Linked DNA regions of Zea mays: regions 2 and 3 are each linked to region 1. The links are chromatin contacts, called in public Hi-C maps. All regions are on one chromosome and are shown on one strand. Each heading gives the region's core, a stretch centred on a gene start, on an enhancer-like site or on the middle of the called end of the contact. The rest is flanking DNA. Distances are from core to core; before and after follow the strand shown. Region 1 holds the start of LOC100381780. Region 2 holds the start of LOC100279865 (Internal alternative NAD(P)H-ubiquinone oxidoreductase A1 mitochondrial). Region 3 holds the start of LOC100284707 (elongation factor 1-alpha).

Region 1 (4,547 bases), core at 795-3,294:
TGGCTGCAACAGCTTCACTTAAGGCAACAGATCTATCAGTTAACAATGTCTTGGGATGTGTTCCGTTCATTGCCATCTTGAAAGTATCTAATAACCATTGGAAAGCTTCTTTACTTTCATCATATATAATTGCAGCACCAAAGATAACTGTCTGCTTATGATGATTCACACCTGTAAACAAAGCCAATGGCCTATCATAGCCTTGCAATGCATATCCTGAATCAAAACAGACTACGTCACCAAAATGGAAAAAGTCCACAATAGATTTTGAATCTGCCCAGAAAAAATTTGTGAAGTTCCCATCATCATCAGATTTTACAGCATAGAAGAATGAAGGGTTATCATGTTGCACCTTTTGCAGGTATTCTAGTGTAGCGCCAACATCACCTGAGCGTGGAGTCTTTGTATACTTGTATCTTTTGCAACTTCTACCTTCTAGGGAACTCAGAGTGGTACTTCCATAAATCAGATTTTGCTTGTGAACAGAATCATCGGGTGATCTATCTGCCTGATCAAATCCATCATCTTGATCATTTTCTGTACTCCCAGATGCCATGACAAGATCAGAAGCTGCTGCAGCTCCAAGCTGGTGATTGTGGCAGGTAACAAATTCTGTGACTTGATATTTCTCGTTAGTTCCAAGCCTGATGACCATACATGCCGGACAGCCAGTTCGTGTTTCTGGTCGAGGTTTCTTTACTCTTTTTGCTCCTCTTTTCTTCTCACGGAATCCTTCTTTTGAACAAACAAACATTCTTCTGGTTATAACATTCTCATTATTCACCGTCATGCTAGCCCTGCGCACGCTGAACCCAATTTTCCCCGCATACATGCTGTAAAATTCATATGCCTCGTCTTCATTCTCAAATTCTGGTGTACTCACGGTATCATCTGCCAGGTTTTCTCTCGCAGCCCGTGCTTTGCGCCTGATTTTCTTTGTTTTCAGCATATGAACTGTAGAGGCTGTTGCCAGCTGATGGTTATGATTCGGCACAAACTCTGTCAAACGGTACTTGCCATTAGCAGTAAGTCTAATGGTCAAGCTTGCAGGGCATCCAATTCGTGTTTCGGGACGTGGGCACTTTGCTTCCTTTGCTCCCTTCTTCTTCTCCCGAAACCCCTCTCTCGAGCACACAAAAGTTCTCCTAGTGATTATGTTCTTTGACGTCGTCCAGAGCGTTGACCTTCGGACAAAGAAGCCCACCTTTTCCGCATATGCATTGTAGAACTCATACGCATCGCTTTCACCATCGAACAACATATTCACCTTGGGCAACATCTTCTCGTCACAGCTATCGATCGCAGGGTTAACATCTGCTGCAGCCACATCCTCCAGAGCATCCTGCCCATCAATAAACAGAATAAGAACAGTAGGCATTGTTCCTCATTAACAGAAAGGAGTTGGAATCGGGTCAGAGAGCGAACCACATTTTGGTGCGGAAGCAGCAACGGGACTGGCAAATGAGGAGGCCAAGCTGCACAAGGGCGCAGGAGTACTACATGGCCAGGCCAAGACGGCTGCGCCAGCCTCGGGTCTATGGCAGGACTTCCTGTTGCATTGACAGGCGTGAGAGTCTGCACCAGAGGAGGCCCCGTCGCAGGCCTCGGTATAACTTGTGGATCCTTCTCCCCAGGTGCTGATGGCATCAGGGTGTCTTGAACTCCCAATTTTTTGGTAGTAATTTGAACGCCCTCAACACGGAACCCAAGCCCTCTAGGGACAATTGAGAGTTCGAGACCGATCCTTGAGCACGAGATGGATCACCAGCTGTCACTGAACCCAGAAAATAAAACGGACGCTCGATTGGACTAGCACCTACGCCACTGATGGAGGAGCGGAAAATCGGATGTGATTGCTCCTCGGGAACAAGGAAGTTAGGGTTCCTTACCAACAAACAAAAATGAATTCTGAATCTCCAGTCAACACGAACCTAATACCAGTAGCCGGACAGTGGGCCGATTAATACAAGTACGACTGGAAGAGCTCACTCGGGTGGCTGGTTTCTGCGGCGGCGCCGGCCGACGGGCAAAGAAGAGGACGGCGATGACGGAGTCAGACTCTTCGTTACTGACTGAAGAAGGCTACAAAAAAAGGGGGGGATGGGCTGGGCTGGCGCAACGGACGGACGGCATTGCATTTGCATCTGATGGATGGACCAGCCCGCACAAAGTGGACCGGCCGCTTTCGGCCATTTTGCCAGGCCGTTTTTTTGGGGAGGGGGGGAGGGCGTGTATCAGGTACTTCCTGAGTTAATGTCATGATTTTAAAGTTTACAAATATAAATTAAACAAGTTAATCCTTTCCTTCTAAATTGTAAGATTTATTAGTATTATATACTCGCACTATATCTAGATATGCAACAAAAGCAATATATTTTAAAAAAGGGAAATTTGGATCCATACCATTAAAAGATCACCACTTTGGATCCATACCATTACTATCTCACTTACATGTGAGTCCACATGAGTCAATGACATGTGGGGTCCATGATATATATCTAAAGTTTGGATCTTTTAATGGTATAGATCCAATTGTTCCTTAAAAAACCAAAACATCTTCATGTAGAACAAGGAAGTACCTCCGTCAGCTCTTGGTTGTTTAAACTACCTCTCCACAGGGGCTTGAAATGGGTTTTAAGGTGGTTTTTATTTTTATTAAAAATCAAGTAAATAGATAATGGTATTTTTAAACCATAATCTCTACTACTTATTAAGTAAGCAATAGTAGTCTGCCTCTGACATGTTCTGCCACCAATCATGTTCTGCCGTTCTGCCACCAGCCGCACGCCCGTACAACAAAATTCTAACACGGCCGGTTGCGCAACAAAATGAACAGTACTCATAGGTTTATAAGTCGCATTCCATCTCTCTTAGTGAGCAACATATGATACACAACTGCGCTTATAAGCCATGTTCCGTCATTCTGAATGGTCGATGTGGTACTAATCAAACAAATGCCATACCAGCGCGCCTGTGTCTGTGGTTTGTGCGGCCCAGTGATTTACGTGTAGACCAGAGGCCCATCGTAGCCCAGTGGCGCCCAGCGTGCGGCCTCGCATCTGACCTAACCACCGCTGCACACGCTCGGCGTGCGTCGCCGCCCCCCTGTTAGCGCCCTGCCTCCCGCCCCCACCCCTCTGTGCAAGCCGCCGCCTGCCTCCCATCCCCACCTCTGCGCATTCGCATCCTCCGTCGTGGCCTCATTCTCGTTCGCCTCTGCCTCCGCGGCGACGTCTAGCGCCAGCCACCCCGCCATCGAAGCCTGAGTTGCAGGGCACGGCAAGCAACCGCTCTCCTCATGACCTCCTCCCCCAGGTCAGTGGACTCCCCCCTACCCCCACCTCTTTATGTGAGCGTGAGGGGTGAGGAAGGAGCAGCCGGAGCTGGATCTCTCTCTGTCTCGGGGTTGCAGCTGGCCAAGACCCTCCCCTCCTCCGCCCTGCATCATAAGTCCGTCTCTTCTTCGATTCGTGTGGGAGTCACTCACGCAACGGCAATCCTCGTCCTGCATCCTAGGCCGGGCCGCCGGGGGACGAAGAGCCGCCACCTCTTTCCGTTTAGATTATCGTTCCTCTGTGTGCGTGCGCGCGTCTCGTTACTGTTAGCCGTTCTCGTGGCCCTTGACCAGGGCCGGCCGCCGATCTCTGCATTGGCCCTTCGTTCTGCTGCACAAGTTTGGCCATGGATTTGGTTCTGGTTCTGCCCACTGCTCTTCTTCAGGGGAGATGGGGGAATGCGTCAGGATTTTCCTTTCCTTCCCGTTGCGCTTCTTGTTCTTTGGGAAGGAGAAATGCGACGAGTTCGTCCTTCTTCTTTTTTGGTAGTTTCTGTTCTGGACCCCATTTCGCCCCCACAGATATCGCCCGGTGAACCCCACTGTGTTGTAGGAAAATGCCTTGATTTCTGCTTTCCTTTCCTTGCGTCCATATTCGTACCGTCCTCGTTGGCAGCAGCAGATGGCGCCCCTGCCTTAGTAGGATTTAGAACTCGTTCGTCCTAAAGATTGTTCATTTCTTCCCATTATTATTATCATCCTCATTGGAGCTCGTCTCCGGTCTCCACAAGCAGCATCCAGTTCATGAAATGTTGCGAGCGTTGTGATTTCCTCTGGCTATTACTGCAGGTGTGGATTTCTGCCCGTGCTCTTCTTTTGGGGAGGCGATCTTAGGCCTGGGGTGATTGGTCCATGGGCGTTCTCTCGTCTTTATTGCGTTAGTTGGGGGCTTCTTTTCACTGCCCTCCTTTGCCCTTTCTTTTTTTTCTTTGCCAATTCTTTAACCATTGTCTGATGCTCCGTTCGCACTAATGAAGGTTGCTTCCGTTCTGCACTGACCTCGTTTCTGTGCCTTTGTGTAGCAAGATGGTACAATATTCGAGCTGTTTTTGAGGGTAGGGAGTAGGGTTCTGATTCTTCCCCTGGAAGTATTTTTTTCCCCAATAACTTTGGGTCTTTGTGGTGGCAAAACTTGGGTAGTTTTTTTCTTTCTTTCTGTTCTTGAACTGCGTCCACCTCCGTAGCATCTTCAGCAAGGACCTCCTCACGCACA
Region 2 (4,547 bases), core at 1,208-3,707, 160 kb before region 1:
CCGACCCTCCCGCCTGGGGACTTGGGAAGGTGCAGGGACCTGACGAACTCCGACGGGCCGACGCCCGTGGACCAGACCAGCAGGCCGTAGGGCACGCGGGTGCCATCGCTCAGGGTGATCTCCGTGGCCTTCACCTCCTTCACAATGCCTCGCACCAGATTAACTCCATACTGCCAAAGATGCAGCACGAAAGATTAAGCCATGCGATCACATTAAAATTGATCTCCATTTGCGAGAATGTTGTACTTCAGTGTCCTCACAGAAAGAAGCCTGTGTTACCTTTGACAGGTGATTCGTCGCGTACTGCCGCAGTCCGATATCGAACGATGACAAGATTTCGTTTGCCTGGAAGAACGGTCATAAACGAAGCGATGAGCGGAGACTTCTTCACTGTTCAGTAAATCGAGTCGATGAGCTAGGGTGCTCCGAGTACGTATACGTACCTCGATGAGGGTGATCTTGACGTAGTCCTTGACGTGCGCGTACCTCTGGCGCACGTCGCGTGTGATGAAGTCGCTGAGCTCGCCGCTGAACTCGACGCCGGTGGGTCCTCCGCCGACCACCACGCAGTGCAGGAGCCGCTCCTTCTCTTCCGCAGACAAGCCTAGGGAGCACAATGCTTGGTTACAATCACAGTCGAGCTTTGCAATGCGTGCTAACTAAAAAAAGATCAATATATAATGCGCGTAGTAACTAATGGTTGACGTATTTGACCGCAAGAGAGGTGTGTAAGTGAACCGATGTTCTGTTGTTACCTGGATTCTCGGCCAGCATGAGATTAGCGAGCAGCTTCCTGCGGATCTCCTGCGCGTGGCTCACCTCGCGGAGGAAGATGGCATGCTCCTGGACACCCTTGATGTTGAAGGTGAGCGGCTCGGCGCCGCTCGCGATCACCAGCTTGTCGTAGGCGACCTTGAACCGGTACGGGTGGCAGGGCAGCTGTCCGTCGCTGGACGCGGCCTCGCAGTACACCTCGTGCGCCTTGGTGTCGACGCCGGTGCAGGAGGCGAGGAAGAAGTAGGAGCCGGGGCGGGTGGCGAGCGCCGACTGGATGCGGCTGACGGGCTCGACGACGGAGCGGAACTCGAGCGTGCCGACGCACGTGGACGCCAGCAGCGGCGTGAACACCATGTGGTTCCGGGGGGACACGCACACGACGTCGTAGGCGCGCGTGTCCACGTCCTTGAGCAGCCGGCACGCCGCCCACCCGGTGCCCAGCACCACGACGCGGGGCTTCTCCCCGGGCCGCGTCGGGCCGAGGCTCGGCATCTGGCGAGGCGGCGCCGCCACGGCCTCGGACTCCCTCGCCTCCGCGTCCGAGAGCTCTGCCACCACTGCCGCGGACGACGCCGGGTGAAGCCTCGCGGGCGTGGTCACGATGCCCCTGCTCGGCGGCTGGAGGAGGTGGCCGGCGGACCTTCCCGCGAGGCTGTGGAGCGACGACGCGTGCTGGCCCCGGGCGCGGGACAGCGCGGCAGCACTGCGCAGCGTGGAAGCCGCCGACGCGCCGTCGTAGAAGGTCCTCGACAGGGACAGCGACAGCGACAGCTGCGCTCCCCTCCCGATCCTAGACCACACCGCCGCCATCTGCGGGAGCAGCTGCTTCAACCTTCAAGCGTGCGAGGGAAGTCCAAGTGTCCAACCAAACGAACTGCATTCAGGAGTGTGTGCATAACTGATGACAAATCTGCACGAAAATATATATGTCTGTGTGTCTGTAGACAACGCAAGCACAGCAAAAAGGACATGACGACTGCGACTTGGCTTTGTTTCCATGCGCATTTTCCCTGGGAGAAGTTTCGGTGCTAAGAAAAAAATTGGGCATGTGGTTAGTACGCTGATATTGACCAGCCCAGGAATTTGGAACTGACGAACTGTGTGTGCATCTACGACTTGTACTCCAAGTAAAAGCAGTCTCAAATTGTTTCCCCAGAAAAATTTGCTTTGCCGGAGAGAAGAACAAAAGCCCGTAGGCAAATCAGAACCCGCGCATGTACCACGTCGTGCAGGAGGAATATATACGGATGAACTCATCCGTAGCCACGCGCCCACGCGCATGGAAAACAAGCGGAACATTACAACGTAACCAGGAAAAAAAAACCCGGCCGCGGTCGATGGCGCGTTGTGCCCGCCGCTGCCCGCCATGGAATTTCGTTCATGGTTCCACATCCCAGTTCCCTCTCAGCCCGCGCGTACAACCCAAGAGCCCCAGCTTTCGTGGATGGCCGTTCCAGAACGCACACAAACGCGGGTAAAGTTTTCGAAGGATTACCGTGCGAAGATGACAACGAAGGCGACGAGGGAGAGGGAGAATCATCGGACGACGTCACGGCCTGTCGACATCGATCGCCTCCAAGATTACCAACAGAGCATCGCCGCGACAAGGACAGAGGGTATATGTAAATAATATGGAAGGAAATGGGACAAGGGTTTCGGGAAAATCTGGAGATATTGAGCCACGGCCCGTGCTCGTGTTGCTGCCTCACTTTATTTTATTTCCTGACTTGCCGGAGGGGGATCTCGCGGTCGCGGCGGGGAGACCTCGACTTGCGTAGCAAGAAGAAGAAATCGACCGGGACCCCACAAGCCCTCTCGTCTGCCCGGGTCTCTATGCGCGGTAGCCGCTGCCCGCTGGAACCCCTCGCAATCTCCAGTACACTCCCTTATACACGTTCTTCTTGAAACATCTTAGAATAAATTTAACAATTTCTCCTCATAAATCCTTATATTCATACCTTCTATTCATATTTAAATATCTTCTTCTTCCTCCGCCTTCACTTTATCTCAACCATTCTCCCTATTAGGTCTTCATATACATTTTAACTAAGCTGTTTGGCTTTTAAACATGCGTTTTTGGAGTTCAAAAAAAATTACTGCAATGTCTGTAGAATCGTAATACATATTATTATTAGGTAATTAAACTTGAAAAAATATTAGTTTTACCGATAAAACACTGATGAACGAAAAGAGAAGATTAGAGCCCCTCTATAGAGGGGATTTTCTTTATCTCCTGCAAAAGAAAGGGGCCATGGGGAACGTTAGGCCTATTCGGCAACTGAATAGAGGGGGAGCAAATGGGGAGACGTTGGATGCAGCCTTAACTTGTCTGCGATGAACGCTATATATGCTCACCTACTTTAAATATAAAGAATTAATAATATATTCTAAAGTCTTCTCTAAATATAGAGATATGCTAGGCAACCAATTAGACCCTATGCCTTGATGTCCTCTTGTTTTATCAAATTTTGGTTTTATGTTCTTTACTGAAATGGCCATTTACATTAGGAGATGGCTGATAAGGTAGTGCATGTTGAGGTAGATGAGGTTGATGTTGTTGAGACACCTGTTGCTCCTGTTGCTAGGAAGCAAAGAGCTATGAGGTGGACATGTGTGACGTCCTCCTTTGTCCTAAGGCATATGTGCAAGTTGATATTCACTAGTGCTAGGACTGACAAAGGTTTCAAAGAGGTTCATCTAAACTAGATCGCTAAGTCTCTTCAAGAGTTTAGTGGCATGAGGTGGCTAGCGCACAAGTCTACAACCACCTGCGTAAGTGTAGGCAGAGGTAGATTACGGTGAGTAAGTTTAGAGAGATTAATGGGGTTTTATGAGATGAGGACAATTTCAAGATTACATTAGAGCAAGAGCACTATAGGGGTCATGTGAGGGTGTGTGTAGTCTTTACATGTCATTTTATGAGGTTCTACTTCCCTCTTCTCTATACTTTCTTTGCATGCATTCTAGGTACACCCTAAGAGCATCTCCAACAGTTCCTAAGATTTCTACTCTCAATATCTTTATATCGGACTCCTCTCAAAAGTCTAAAAGCCCAAAAAACATACACTACTCCAACAACTCCTTATACGTACCCAATACAGTCCATCTAGCTCATTGATCGTTTTGTTAACTGCTGCGCCGCTGGCCGCCGGGTACTGCATGGTACATTGAGGATTACAAGCTAGTACATTGTGCTCATGGTAGTGTACTACAACATCTCACGATAGCCGAGCCTTACATAGAGGAACACCTGGATGAGCTTCGTAAAGAAAATCAGAACCGCACAGAGGACTGGATCATGAGGGAGCACAAACATCGTTTCAACGAATGGTTAATGGACAAAAACATCTCATTCAGAGACTCTTTGGAAGAGAAAACAATGAAGAATTTGGCTTTCTGGGCCATCGTGTTTTGTGACATCATGGCAAGCATATGACATCAATGGGTACACATTCTACACTAAATCAAAAGACATGAAAAGTGTTGCACAAAATAGCGGTGTTCGTATCGATGCTTTTGACCTACATGGACAGAAGACCACATATTTTGGATTCATAGAGGAAATATGGGAACTTGATTATGGCCCAAGCATGAAAATACCTTATTGAGAGCACCTAGAGGGGGGTGAATAGGTGATCCTGTGAAACTTAAACTTATAGCCACAAAAACTTGTTAAGTGTTAGCACAATAATCGCCAAGTGGCTAGAGATGAGTCTCAACAAAACACAATACCACAAAAGATCAACACAGAGAAGACACAGTGGTTTATC
Region 3 (4,547 bases), core at 656-3,155, 130 kb after region 1:
AGGAAGCCGCAGGGGCTTGTCCGAGGGCCGCTTGGGCTCGTTGATCTGGTCCAGCGCCTCAAGGAGGGTGGGGCCCTTGTACCAGTCCAGGTTCGTCGACCTCTCGATCATGTTGTCACCCTCGAACCCAGAGATGGGCACGAAGGGGATCTTGTCCGGGTTGTACCCCACCTTCTTCAGGTAGGAACCCACTTCCTTGACGATCTCGTCGTACCGAGCCTTGGAGTACTTGGGGGTAGTGGCATCCATCTGATTTAGCAATAGTTCGTTTAGTTTGCAGTATATACAGATAAAATTGCAGTATAATGCAGTACAGACAAACAGATAGTAGTCATTAGCTTTCATTGCGTACTGGAACATAGAGCATCAATCGAACTTTCAAAAGTACCTTGTTGCAGCAGCAGATCATCTGCCTCACACCAAGAGTGAAAGCAAGGAGCGCATGCTCACGGGTCTGGCCGTCCTTGGAGATACCAGCCTCGAAGCCACCAGTGGTGGAGTCAATGATGAGCACCGCACAATCAGCCTGGGAGGTGCCGGTGATCATGTTCTTGATGAAGTCACGGTGCCCAGGGGCATCAATCACGGTGCAGTAGTACTTGGTTGTCTCAAACTTCCACAGGGCAATGTCAATGGTGATGCCCCTCTCGCGCTCGGCCTTGAGCTTGTCAAGGACCCAGGCGTACTTGAAGGACCTCTTGTTCATCTCGGCAGCCTCCTTCTCAAACCTCTCGATGACACGCTTGTCAATGCCTCCAAGCTTGTAGATGAGGTGGCCGGTGGTTGTGGACTTGCCGGAGTCGACATGGCCAATGACCACAATGTTGATGTGAACCTTCTCCTTCCCCATGGCAACGGGAGCAGCTGACTAGAAAGCTGTATTCACAAAAAAAAGGATATATATAGCACGCAGTCAGGCAAAAGTTAAGATATACTACAATTAGCAGTTGAGAGGTTGGTATTTTTTTTAGAACAGTTGCGGCGATTCATTGACTAACATCAAATTAGAAACACATATGTACGTAAGCAGACTGGTAGATTAATTGTTCTTTTGTTTAGAATAGCAAAGACAACATAGTCAGTCATCAAGAAAACAGAGACCGTGCAGTCAGTGTTCACCCATCTGTAACTAGTAATTCATACCAATGAAAAGCAACCGAGCAAGACAAATCAGAGCATTCAACACAACTGCCGAATGAATACATAAAGATAGATGCAGCAGGAACAAATAATATAATATACTAATTAACCAAGCTATACAAGATGCCATGCTAATAAATATAAGTAGGCAAGCAAACATGATGTATCTAAACCAAGAATACACAGACAGATATTGCCTAGCAGGCTATGTGAGTGAGTCTGGCAGTGGAGCGAATTAAACAGGAGATGCCGAAACTAAATTGAAGCACCCAATAGGATTCGAACCTATATCAGAATTATATCAACTACAGTATACCACAAGGCCCGGTCCCACGGCCTCACCCGAGAGGATAGGAGATGAGACCCTCTGTTTTCACCGTTAGAAGATGGGAGCACCAATTTTAGTTGAATTTGAATTTAATCAGGTGGGCGATGCGATGATATATACTGTATAACTATTTGATTTGGTATATCTGCTTTATTATAAAAGTGGAAGAAAGAAAAACGATTGGTAGCTTAGCTAGGTGCGCGACATAAGAGCAACACTCCTAGTAATATATGCGTGAAGGACAAAAACTAGGGAACAATTTACAGAACTTGAAAGCCTAATAATGAATCGAGCATCAAACAATTCAGACAGAACTGAATAGTAACAACTGAATCAAAACCGTGAATTCAAGCACCCAGTGCCTTACCTCGACGGGGTAAGTCAACAGACAGAGCCGGGGGAGGGGAGAGGAGGCGGTCGAGGTGGGACTGAACGGTAAGGGAGGAATGGATGGCTCTGTTTATATAGCGCGCGCCTCAGCGCCGCACGGTCACCGGCCGGTCCGGCGGCTAGGGTTTGCGAGCGAGTACAGTCCTCGAGCTTTCGTAGCGCCTACGAACGCCCTGCCTTGACGGCTACCCTGCCCTAGGCCCACTCCACCACCGCTGCTTCACGCGCCGGTCACTCGTTCTCCGTGCCTTATCGTTTTCTTTTCTTTCGAAAAAACGGCGCTTCCTTTCCTTTTTCTCATATCAGAAGAACAAAAAAACATGTGATGAAGGATGGCGCACTTTGCTACGATGCTAGCGGGATTCTGCTTGTCAGAACCGATCTCTGTCTGGACTTTTCGGTTGTGGTTGAATGCATTAGAGATAATAGTTAGTATCTAAAATTAGTTAGAGACATCAAACATCCTAACTAATAGTTCAGCTATTAGTTATTTTTAGTAAATTAGCTAATAGTTAGCTAACTATTTGTTAGCTAGCTAATTCTACTAGTATATTTTTAGCTAATTAACTATTAGCTCTAGTGCATTTAAACACCCCCTAAAGCATGTTTCTACAATAAAGGTTTCTGTAGAAATCATTCAAATCAACATAAATACATAATCCACCAAATTGTTCCGATAAGAAGAATCCGTTGCTTCCTAAATATTAAGATCGTGTAGACTCCTTTGTCTTCCTCCACATACAAGATCCGTGATATCCAAATTCTTGTAATAGCTAGATTTATATATATATATATATATATATATATATATATATATATATATATATATGTGTGTGTGTCGTGTTCAGCGGGAATTGAAATTGTGTTTAGTTTAACTTCTAAAGTATGCTTGGTTTAGATGTAAACTGTGAGAAAGCTGATGTGTAATGTCTGCTGTAAGAAAATTGATGTGAGAAAAAAAAAAGTTAAAAGTCGTTTGATTTAAACCGATATGAGTTATCCACAGTAAACATATTGTATATTATTCATATGCATTTTGTTTAGCTATATATCTTAATCAATATATCTAACTAAATAATCGATTTTACATTTGTGTTATTGATATTTTTACAAATAAATCAATTTTACAATTGAATTTTAATATTCTATTAAAAATATTTTAGTTTATTCATTGTAACGACTTAATTATTTTTAACCATATTTGGTTTGCTCGGATAATCAGCAAACACAATGCCCAAGCTGCTTTTATATTTGTACCATAGAAAAAAATATTTTTTCAAAATAGCTGCAGAAAAATTAATTCAGCTTGTGCTTTTTAAAGTAGGAACAGGTGCAAAAAAAAGCTAAACCAAACTCACCTAAACATTATTCCTACTTTTAAGAAACATAACCCCAACAAAAAGGTGGAACCTCAAACTGATTATCTAGACAAAGCTCCTCTGCTTTCGCGTAGTCCAATCTTCTTTTTAGCACATTAGATCGTTTTTAGCTTTTAGTTTTCTATTTTTCGAAATGGCTAAAAATATAGAGATGTTTTATAATTATTTTAAAAAAGATAAAGATAGTTAGTGAGCACGCTTTATAGTTATTTCCGTCGAGCAAGTTTTAAGGGCTTTTCAGGAACAGTCCTAAGATAATATTGATATTTAAGGACACACGGTATTTTAGACAAAAAGTGTTTGTGAGATACTTATATACTTAGCGATATAAACATCTGTTCTATATATAGACTTGAACCCCTTGGCGGAGCTTTGGCTCTAGCTTTTATAGGATAGCTTTTATAGGATCCACAAAAAGGAACGGAGGGACACCTTCATGCGGAGACGAACCGACAAGGATGAACAGAAGGAGGAGCTCCGACAGAACCGACAAGGATGAACAGAAGGAGGAGCTCCGACGAGGACCAAGAGACCAGAGCACTACCAAGCCAAGACTTAGATGCAAGTGGAAGCTTTTCAGGTTAATTAAACACCAATTTTGCAGGAAAACAGTCCACTGTTTGTCAAGGGACAATCAACAACACACACAAGGTGAAAAAAAGAATAGGAGCTGCCCACAGCCCACTTGTCATTTTCTCACGCTAACACTAAAAGCGGCGGCCATGTGGGCTGTGGCCGTGAAAAGAAAACAATCTCTTGACGGAGATAAAGGATCTGTCCCTCTTGTGTTTTGGCTCATCGCTCATCCACTGGAGTGGGGTGTGACCGTGTGACTAATATTTACATATAGAGTCACATGGTTCTACTCGAGAAAATGGCAGGGCTAACGAAGCAAAGTCCTCGCAGGCGGTGGAGAACAGATAGAAGAATCGTCATCTCGGGGAGAAGATGGTGGCCAGCCCCTGGTCCACCGTCAGCTGGATGGGCGGGCCGTACGCCATCAGGTGCCCCGGCTCGTCGCCGGCGCGGGAGTGGGACCCGTCGCCCCTCGCGAGCACCTCCCCGTCCGAGTCGATGATACCGCCCTTGGTGCTGCTGCCCACGCGCAGGCCCGGCTCGATCCGGATCGCCTTCACCTGCCGTTCGTCAGAGTTGCCCAGCGCACCTCGTTATGCTTTGATGACAGAATTCATGGACAGGGCGAGTACAACGCATGGTCATGGACTAAAGAAGCAACGCACCTTGAAATACTCCACGCACGGCGAGTTCACGTAGGCGCCGTCCTTCATCTGGAGCACGAGCCCCAGAAC

Evidence for each region. A called contact is a pair of places that touch in the nucleus more often than the background predicts.
Region 2: a contact with region 1 is called in a Hi-C map of leaf, with 6 times the contacts expected there. The contact joins the promoter of LOC100279865 here to the promoter of LOC100381780 in region 1. A contact is called at or near these places in 3 of 25 Hi-C or Micro-C datasets (ear and leaf).
Region 3: a Hi-C map of ear shows a contact between it and region 1, with 3 times the contacts expected there. The contact joins the promoter of LOC100284707 here to the promoter of LOC100381780 in region 1. A contact is called at or near these places in 5 of 25 Hi-C or Micro-C datasets (ear, leaf and tassel).

The regions. Positions count from the first base shown.
Region 1 is chr7:166,784,600-166,789,146 of Zm-B73-REFERENCE-NAM-5.0, reverse strand. LOC100381780 reads right to left here and starts at 2,044. Exons shown (of 5, transcript NM_001174579.1): 1 at 1,890-2,044; 2 at 1,426-1,774; 3 at 1-1,342. The coding sequence starts at 1,647.
Region 2 is chr7:166,949,696-166,954,242 of Zm-B73-REFERENCE-NAM-5.0, reverse strand. It overlaps LOC100279865 (Internal alternative NAD(P)H-ubiquinone oxidoreductase A1 mitochondrial), which reads right to left and starts at 2,457. Exons shown (of 6, transcript NM_001367332.1): 1 at 2,273-2,457; 2 at 756-1,651; 3 at 444-604; 4 at 280-345; 5 at 1-170. The coding sequence starts at 1,587.
Region 3 is chr7:166,651,982-166,656,528 of Zm-B73-REFERENCE-NAM-5.0, reverse strand. LOC100284707 (elongation factor 1-alpha) reads right to left here and starts at 1,905. Exons shown (of 3, transcript NM_001323371.1): 1 at 1,836-1,905; 2 at 389-876; 3 at 1-249. The coding sequence starts at 850. LOC100383275 (Sphingosine kinase 1) reads right to left here. Exons shown (of 10, transcript NM_001361983.1): 9 at 4,479-4,547; 10 at 3,811-4,373. The coding sequence ends at 4,170.